Linked DNA regions of Pan troglodytes: region 1 is linked to region 2. The links are chromatin contacts, called in public Hi-C maps. All regions are on one chromosome and are shown on one strand. Each heading gives the region's core, a stretch centred on a gene start, on an enhancer-like site or on the middle of the called end of the contact. The rest is flanking DNA. Distances are from core to core; before and after follow the strand shown. Region 1 overlaps FAM110C (family with sequence similarity 110 member C). Region 2 has its middle 87 kb from the start of FAM110C.

Region 1 (5,031 bases), core at 1,746-4,245, 94 kb after region 2:
TCTTTTTGACTGACTTGCTGACAAAGAGATACTGTGATGCATTTTAACAATATCTAAGTTGATTTTTTTTTAAATCAAGGAAAATAAAAACCAAGCATGAATGCTATGGTATGTGCCCCTTTTGACCATCCTGGGCTGATTAGCATCATTTAAATCAAAGTAATCATAAAAAGGCATATTCTACTTCAATTCTGTGGTCAAAAAAGAGTAAACACACACACTCACACATGCTGACCCCAATTGCCAGAGCATTACTGCACTATAAATTACGGTTAATTCCCAAATTATACTACTGTTTATCTTATTTAACAAGTCAGAAAGCACTTTTAAAATAACTTGAGGGCTACAAGGTCATTCTATTAATGTCATTCTCCATTCGGGTTGTAGGCATGTGGAAGTACCCATTAAAAGATAAGTTAGAGTTTAAACACTGATAAACAAAACCTTTTATTGCAACTGGACAGTTTCTGGAGAGTTAGCGGAAGAATCTTGGAGTTTCCTTTGGTCAGATGAATACAACATTTCACTTTTGCAGCACTATTTAGAATGTACTCCATGGTTCTCTTGTTCCCAACTTCCAAAAAGAACAGAAAACTTTGGTTTACACAGAACACGGGCATCTGAGGCAGGACCTCTTCCTTGCCCTTTGATCTGACTCACACCTCCACATATGACGTAATCAACCCAAATTTGACACCAATTCACTCTTTTCTGCAAAGGGCATATTTTGAAACAAGGGACAGCCTGAGGGCGGCTGTAATGAGAATGTTCATGGGGGTTACTGGGTCCCTAATTCTGAACTTGCTTATGACACCCAGAATGAATAGATTCAGATTCAGAACCTTCTGAGAAATAACCCAAAGAAAATTTGTTACCCAGCCAATTCTTCGAAAGCTTAATATCAAAATATATCTTTTCAAGAAGAAAATCGTTAGAGAGAAGAATGTGGAGGGGAGAGAAATGGGTTTCTCATTGATATGATATTTTGTTAACCATTTCATTTTGAATTATTCAAGTTTTGGTTAATATTGTATTCTATTTTCGCAACTATTTTACCGTGAGAGTAGGTCATTGGGTTACTTAGATATTTATTTTTACACAGTTATTAGTCTTCAGATAGTTTTATTTTACTTCATATGATTTTAGTTTTTGTCAGTATAATTTTAAATCATGTTTTTCTTGGTCATCTCTTTGTGTATATTGTGTAATTGGATTTTCATTGACTGCAAGTGGAGTGTTTGCCACTCAATTCAGTACTCAGTACTATGGTGACTTGTTTTCAAATAAGTCTCAGATACACGTTTAGGGAGCCTTTGCTGGCCGAATATAGACTCTGTCAGGACAGCAGGTCCCCTGATCTAAGAATTTTCCCCAATGGTTGCTCTAAAAATGCTGCTATTTTGCTGTTCACTGTATTGCACTTAGGTAAAAAGAAGATAATGTGAAAGATGAGAGCAGTTTTTTAAAGGATCTTTTCATATACCCAATTCCCTTATTTTCAGATGTCCCATCAATTTTAGATATGAAAGCTTTAAGTAAAAGTGTGTATGCCCTTCTACTGTCAGAACAGGATGGATGCAGCCTGGGTCAGATTTATTTGAGATAAAAATCATGCAGACTCATCATTCATATCATAGGTGAAAAATGTAAAAACAAAATGGTTTCCACTAAAGCCACCAAGATCTTTTAGAAATGTTTGCACCTTTGGTGGTGGCACAGGAAAAGAGAAGAATTCAGCTGGAGTGAATTCTAGAAGTAGATATCAGAAACGGGGCATGAAGAACAGGGGAACTGGGTGGCATCAGACTCCTAAAGAAGTGAGTTAATTTTCCTTCCCTTCCATTCAGATTCATGCCACAGCTCCATATCTTGAGTATGTGTAAGAGGTGAGTTCTTTCTTCAGCCAGGGGCGGTGGCTCATGCCTTTAATCCCAATGCTTTGGGAGGCCAAGGTGGGAGGATCACTTGTGCCTTGGGGTTCAAGGCTGCAGTGAACCACGATTGCACCACTGCACTCCAGCCTGAGTGACAGAGCAAGACCCTGTCTCTAAAAATATATATAAAAAGTAAAACTAAAGAACTTCTTGCCTAAACCTGAATTACCGCAATTTGCTGAGTGACTTTGAGAAAAATCAGACTGTTTAGTTCAGTCGGGATGAAAAGCTTGCGATTGCTTCCCACAAGAATGGGCAATAGTGACGGCTGCAAGGTACTTTTATTTGTTCATGAAAGAACGACAATTTTTCAAAATGTAATTAAACATAATAGAATGTTTTAAACTACTGGGCACTGAAACTGGAAGAAAAAGGAGGCTTTATTGAACATTCCCCTTTTTCAGTTGGTTCAAAGTTCAGCACTGTGGTTATCATTGGTGATGCCAGAAAACATTAGTAGACTTAGACAATTGCTATGGCAGTTTCTAAACAGAGCTTTTTCTATACACTATTTGCAACTGGAGTGCAATATTGTATATTCTGTGTTAAAGAAATAAAGTATTTTTATCATTTATTAATACTGATTTATGAGTTTGAGTAATGCGGCAAAAATTTGAAATGAGAGTCTGCTCATTACAGTTCCTTGTCTTCTGTTTTCTCCCTTTCTTCTTGAGTGTTCTCTCATCAGCTTATCAGTAGAAATGAGGGGAAGGCATTCCAAGGCTTGTCCTAGGTAAGTTGCATGGCACCTGAAATCATCGACTTTCCTCAAGATTAAATGCAGTCAAAGCAATTTTGAATATTCTGAACTTTGCTTTCCTTCAATTGTTTTTAATTGTTTCATCAGTCTTTTGCTTAAAATATTTTTCTTCATGTTTTATTAACATTGTCATTGGAAAATGAATGGGCACAAAGATACAAACAAAAGCACAGTTTGTAATCTTTCTCATTAGCAAATTAAGTGAAGGCAGACTCTTCTCATGGTGAGTTTGCTCTCAGTGTGCGCCATGCACCCTGAGGGTGTGGTGGCTTGGGCAGCCGGTGAGTCATGGAAGCCTGATCATCCTTCTCGCTGCCCTGGCTGAGCCAGACTCTGCCGTCTTGCTCAGTCTTGCAGTGGCCTATGCCTAACCCTAGGTAAGAATCCAAAGATAGGCTTGCTTTCTTCTTCCTTTTTTTTTTTTTTTTTTCTGAGTCGGAGTCTCACTCTGTCGCTCAGGCAGGAGAGCAATGGAGCAACCTCGGCTCACTGCAACCTCTGCCTCCCGGGTTCAAGTGATTTTCCTGCCTCAGCTTCTTGGGTAGCTGGGATTACAGGTGCCCACTACTATGCCCAATTAATTTTTGTATTTTTAGTAGAGACGGGGTTTCGCCATGATGGCCAGGCTGATCTCGAACTCCTGGCCTCAAGTGATCTGCCCACCTCGGCCTCCCAAAGTGCAGGGATTACAGGTGTGAGCCACTGTGCCCAGCCAAGATGGGCTTTCTTGAGGAGAGGAAATACATCACTTCTTTATTTCTGTGAAGAATATGGACAGATACTCAGCCTGCTGTAGAAACTCTCTTATTGTACCTGTTCAGAAACAGTCCAAGCATTGGGTGATGTGGCTTATGTTGCGGAGTTCAACAGCAGCTGCCTTTTCCCTTCAGGTAAACTTGGGGGCTTACACAATGCTTGGGTGGTTACACTTTGCACGTTCACTGATGAATCAAATAGATTTATATGGTATTTAAATGTTCCAGGTTACAAATACTAAGCACGAAGGAAATTGAGTGTCTCAGCCAGAACCTTATAATATTGGTCTTGGAAGTGGCACGGAGCAGCTGACGGGAGGCAGCACAGAAATCCCAGAACATGTGCTCCTGTCCAGCAATGGCCACCTAATTTTCTCTGCTACAATGCTTCAAACTCTATGGTTGATTGTCATCTTTTGTTGTTGTTGTTGTTGTTGTTGTTGTTTTGAGATGGAGTTTCACTCTTGTTGCCCAGGCTGGAGTGCAATTGTGCGATCTCAGCTCACCACAACCTCTGCCTCCCAGGTTAAAGCCATTCTCCTGTCTCAGCCTCCCGAGTAGCTGGGATTACAGACATGTGCCACCACGCACGGCTAATTCTGTATTTTTAGTAGAGACGGGGTTTCTCCACGTTGGTCAGGCTGGTCTTGAACTCCCAACCTCAGGTGATCCACCCGCCTCCGTCTCAAAGTGCTGAGATTACAGGCATGAGCCACTGTGCCCGGCCGATTGTCATCTTTATATTATCTCATTAAAAATTATCATTAAAGTTGAAATGTGATCTGAAGGGGAGACCGTATTAAATCACTAATAACTATTAACTTTAGGTCAAAATAAAATATTAATTTCCTTAGAAAGTGAGAATCTGAACCCCAGGATCAGAGTGGAAAGACCTGGATCCTGGCTTCAGTATACCCTGTTGATTACTCAATGTTGAGCTTAAGGAGGACTCTTAATTACAAATGCGAGAACAGAAAATTACAGAATTGTCTAAACCTAAATCTACTGTCGCCTTGTGGTATCAAAACAACTGTGCTATTTATTCAATAGTAGCTTGAATCAAGGCTGTCACTGATGACAACACACAGAATTCACTCACATGCACATATCAAGGAGCCAAATACTGCACAAGGCACTGGGGGTTCACCAAGCTCCTTGCCATTGGTTGATGACTTACATTCTAGCAGGGGAGCAGATACTGAGTGAGGAAATAATACATAGATAATACATAAAGGGATGATAGATGACAAAAATCAAGAAAGGGAGGGAGGAGGGAAAGCAAAGTGAGGAAATGTCGTGAGCAGTGCCATGAGCCTGATTTATGAATTTATGTGAGTCTGTTAGTTCATGGTTTCTATTTGATGGCCCATCTATCTGGACCATAAATGAAACCCAAAGTCCGAATCATATAAAGAGAGTCAAGCAACAGAGAAGGATAACATGAAAATTGTAAATGGCATTTTTTTCACTGAGAGGTTAACTTTAGTCTCTGGAGTTCTTTCACCCTGAAGCTTAAAGCATTGAAATCTAAACTGAATAAAAAGAGAACAGTCCACAAATGAATCTGCAGCCTGTATCCTTT
Region 2 (4,933 bases), core at 1,766-4,265:
ATGCTGAGCATTCCAGGCACAGCAAGCAGCCTGAGTTGTTGGAGCAGCAAGCAGTTATCCTCCTGGAGCCCGGCATGGCAGAGTGAAGCACGCCTTCCAGGAGAGGGACCCGCTGACAGCATTCCAGAGTTTTCAGAACATTTTACCATTAAAGCCAACAGCAAACCACACAGGGCCTTTCAGCCACATTACCAATTTTACTCAATGGTAACTCAAAACTTCTAGTGAGAGTTTGGGGTTTTCCTTGGGAACCCAATTCCGCTGAACCAAAGTAGTTGAAGAAATACTTTTTAGCAAATAGTCTCTTATTTGATTAAAGATGGCTACAAATACTCCAAGAAATGTGCCCAGTGGAGGGCTTAGTTGAGGGATCCCATCCTTATCACCAAATTTTTGGGAGGAAATAAAGGGAAATCTCTACCCAGAGGAACATACCACTTTGTGTAGAATAACCTTTTTTCTTTTTAGTAGACTATTAGTCCATGCTCACATTGCTATAAAGAAATACCTGAAACTGGGTAATTTATAAAGAAGATTTTTTTTCTTTTTTTTGAAACAGTCTAGCTGTGTTGCCCAGGCTGGAGTGCAGTGGTGTGATCTCAGCATCATAGCTCATTGCAGCCTTCACTTCCCAGGTTCAAGAGATTCTCATGCCTCAGCCACTCAAATAGCTAAAGGCGTGCGCCACTACACCTGGTTAATTTTAGTGTTTTTAGTAGAGACGGGGTTTTGCCATGATGTCCAGGCTGGTCTTGAACTCCTGGCCTCAAGTGATTCGCCTGCCTCAGCCTCCCAAAGTGCTGGGATTACAGGTGTGAGCCACCACGCCCAGTCTGTAAAGAAGAGATTTAATTGGCTCACGGTTCTGCACGCTGTACAGGAAGCACAGTGGCATCTGGGGAGGACTCAAGAAGCTTCTAGTCATGGCAGAAGGTGAAGAGGAAGCAGGCACATCTACATGGCAGAGCAGGAGGAAGGGAGGAGGGTGCTAAACACTTTTAAATAACCAGATCTCATGAGAACTCACTCACTGTACAGTACCAAGGGGATGTACTAAACCATTCATGAGAATGCCGTCCCCATGATCCAATCACCTTCCACCAGGCCCTACCTCCCACACTGGGGATTACAATTCAATGTGAGTTTTGGGTGGGGACAGAGATTCAAACCATATCAGTAGGCTTTATTTCTTAGAGCAGTTTTAGGTTCACAGCAAAATTGAGCAGAAGGTACAGAGATGTCCCATATACTCTTAGCCCCACCTGTGTGTAACACTCCCACCCCCATTATCAACATCACCCACTAGAGTGGTGCATTGTCTTACAATTGATGAGCCTGCATTGCCACCTCATTAATCACCTAAAGTCCATAGTTTATATTAGTGCTCATTCTTGTTACTGTGTATTCTATGTGTTTTGACACATGTACAATGACACGTTTCCACCATCATAGCATCATATGGAATAGTTTCACTGCCCTAAAAATCCTCTGCGCTCGGCCTATTCATCCCCGCCTTCACCCAATTTCTAGAAACCACTGATATTTTCACAGTCTCCATAGTTTTGCATTTTCCGGAATGTCACAGAGTTGGAATTCTACAACATGTAGCCTTTTCAGATTGGCTTCTTTCATGTAGTAGCATGTAAGTTTCCTCCATAGCTCGATAGCTCCTTCCTTTTTACTGATGAACAATATTCCATTGTCTGGATGTACCACAGTATATTTATCCATTAATCTACTGAAGGACATCTTGGTTCCATCTAAGTTTTGGTGATTATGAGTAAACGTTTTTATTATTGGGGAAAAAAATCCCTGAATGTATGCAGTTATCCAGCAAGTAGTTACAAAGCTACTGTGAATTTTCAGCTCATTTATATGAATAAAACCTACGGTTGTTATACATCACCCTTCTTTTAGTAAACAGTCAGAAGATATTCAGTTTGCACCAATAATTCCATTGAGCTTACTTTGCAATTATTTTCCAACTAATTCTTTACTAGTACTTCCAATGAGTGATTTAGCACATACGATTAATCACACCCTTTAACATGCCTCAGCAATATTAGATTAAATTCACTTTCCCACGTTTCCTAGAAATCTTTTTTTTATGTAGAATTACTGCATCTTTACGTACTGGCTTTACACTTTTTTCTCATCCTTTCCATCTGTTTGCACTACTTTCTGGATAATCTTTCCTCTCAACCAAAATCTTTCAGTTTACTAATCACTCTCTATATCCAATCAGTTGTGCTGTTCAGAGTTGTGTTTTTTAAATGCTATTTTTATTGAAGTATAATATACACATATGACATGCACAAATCATATTACGCTGAGTGTACAGCTCAGTGAAATATCACTAAGTGAAACATCTTTAAGTACAACCAAGATCAAGAAACAGAATATTTCCCAGCACCCAGAAACCCTATTTTTCCTCTTCACCGTTACCACCCACACTTCCAGTTTCCTGAAGACAATACCATTCCGGTTAGAATATATTAGTGCTGCCAAGTTTTTGCACTGTGTATAAATGGAATCATAATTGTCCTTTCTTTCCTGACTGGTTTCCTTCAATCTTACTTTTGTGAGATTCAGCCACGTTGTTGTGTGTGGTAGTAGTTTACACTGGCTACTTTGATGTTGTGGTTGGGTTCCTCCAGCCCTAAGGGGGACTCCTCAGGCTCTAGCTGGAGACAACCATGGTAGAGACTTTTCCCATTGGCAAGCATGCTCACTCCTCCAGTAACTCACCCTACAGTAGACTTTGCCCATTACAATTATAAAAAACACACCCCTAGGTGGAGGTTTTAAATGCTAATGAGACATTTCATGTGTGTACTAGCAGGTACAGCCATAGAGCATGTGGAACCACCTAATACATGATTGCAAGTGACAGCCCCTCACATCTCTTCATGAATAATCATGTAAGATCCTCATAAAGAGAGTCCCCAGCACTGGCTGCTGCTGGCTCACTCCCTCTCTCCAGCAACCGGCTCTGCCTTGTCATTCAGTGTGTGCTCTCTCTTTAAAGAAACCTCGCTGCTGCCGCTGCTTTCCAGTCAGGCCAGCCCACTCCCTTCTTGGACTGTCCTCTATCTTCCCTCAAGAAACTCTGCTACTTAACCCTTGCTGTGCATCTCTTGGCTGAATTCTTTCTTCCAAGAGGGCAAGAGCCACAGACCCTGCACCCCTCCCAGTAACATTTGTACGGTATTCTACTGTGCAAATTTATAATAATTTTTCCATTCCACTGTTAATGGACATTTGAATGGTTTCTATTTTTGCTGTTTCTAATTATAGAGCCTTCAGCATATGTGCTTTTCTTGTAGGTATATCTAAGAGTAGGAATCCTTGGATCACAAGATACATCCATTTTGTTTAGTTGTTCTTTCCTTACACTATCTTTCTTTTAAAATCAAATGCTGTGTGCTTTTTATCTTTCAGGAATTCTTCTAATTTTTTGCTGATTACATTCTTTCTTGTCTTTTTTTTTTTTCTCCTTTTTTTGAGACAGTGTCTCACCCTGTTGCCCAGGCTGGAGTGCACTGAGTGATCTCAGCTCACTGCATCCACCACCTCCTGAGTTCAGTGGATCCTCCCACCTAAGCCTCCTGTGCGGTTGGGACTACAGGCATACGCCACCATGCCAGGATAATTTTTAAAACTTTTTGGAGAAACAAGGTCTCACTGTATTGCCCAAGCTGGTCTCAAAGTCCTGGGCTCAAGTGATCCTCCTGCCTTAGCCTCCCAAAGTCCTGGGGTTACATATGTGAGTCATCATGCCCAGCCATTAATTATTATCATTTTATTACATCTTTTCTATAATTTCAAGGACTTGGAAGTAGAAAGAGTTAAGAATAGGAATGTTAAATCTTCTGTTTTTATATCAAATCCAAACCACTTTAGATTTCCACCAAAATGAGAAGGCATGGAATTATTACTCTGATTGGCTCAGGAATGAGATGGAGTTTCATTCTTGTTGCCCAGGCTGGAGTGCAATGGGGCAATCTCGGCTCACTGCAACCTCTGACTCCTGGGTTCATGTGATTCACCTGCCTCAGCCTCCCGAGTAACTGGGATTTCAGACATGCGCCACCATGCCCAGATAATTTTGTAGTTTTAGTAGAGATGGGGCTTCTCCATGTTGGTCAGGCTGGTCTCGAACTCCTGATTTCAGGTGATCCCCTCGCCTCGGCCTCCCAAAGTGCTGGGATTACAGGCACGAGCCACCGCGCCTGGCAGATTTGATTTTCTAATGAGCTAAAAGTCTCTCCCTGGCATCTCTCTTGAGTAAAGTCTGTTCATTGGGTTGTGAGTCTCCTTGTAGATTGCTTTACTTCCACACTGTGCTGGCTGGCACCATGGCTGGCTGTGTGAATGAAGGTGCTGCCCCCAGCTCTGTCTCTCTATCCCAAGCACTTTCCATCCACTCTCCTCAAGGCTCGCTTTTTCTCAGTAGGGTTACTGCTCCCCTTTCTGTGGGAAATCTTGCTAACCAAGATTGAAATGGACTCCTCCATTGCTCGGCACCATCAAGTTTGCCCCAAACAGCTAATAAGTAACAGTAGGATTTTCCTATTCATGTATTTTATGTTTTGTGTATTTTAGAGATAAAATACATGAATAGGAAACTTGAGATTTTACAACACTATGAATATTGAAAGTTTCAACTCCCTCACTTCCTCAAAAGACTAAAGAAACTGCAACGCTTTACTGTGATATTACAATGAGGACAAAGCATCATGGCTGTCATAATCAACTAAAAACCACTGCTGCCCCTTTGCACTTCTCAGTGTGAGGCATAATTTCTGCTTGCTGTCCTCATCTCAGGGGTCCCTAGTCTAACATGCCTCAATCCAGTTGACACCCATTTATCTTCCTCAACAAGATAAACATAGTGAGATGTTCAGTCCAGGCAGACTAGGTGCATTGCCCA

What was found. Hi-C and Micro-C count contacts between places; a contact is called where the count stands out from the background.
Region 1: a Hi-C map of induced pluripotent stem cells shows a contact between it and region 2, with 1.4 times the contacts expected there. The contact joins two enhancer-like sites. A contact is called at or near these places in 2 of 7 Hi-C or Micro-C datasets (both in induced pluripotent stem cells).

What each region holds. Positions count from the first base shown.
Region 1 is chr12:122,812,361-122,817,391 of NHGRI_mPanTro3-v2.0_pri, forward strand. It overlaps FAM110C (family with sequence similarity 110 member C), which reads left to right. Exons shown (of 3, transcript XR_008544959.1): 3 at 1-2,512. Among named protein-coding and RNA genes, the nearest start is that of FAM110C, 7.8 kb to the left of the region's middle. Within about 2 kb of position 2,996, at least 1 of the 24 cell types and tissues checked has an H3K27ac peak or open chromatin away from gene starts, as enhancers often do. A contact at or near this core is called in induced pluripotent stem cells, where this site is marked.
Region 2 is chr12:122,717,891-122,722,823 of NHGRI_mPanTro3-v2.0_pri, forward strand. No RefSeq gene overlaps it. Among named protein-coding and RNA genes, the nearest start is that of FAM110C, 87 kb to the right of the region's middle. Within about 2 kb of position 3,016, at least 3 of the 24 cell types and tissues checked have an H3K27ac peak or open chromatin away from gene starts, as enhancers often do. A contact at or near this core is called in induced pluripotent stem cells, where this site is marked.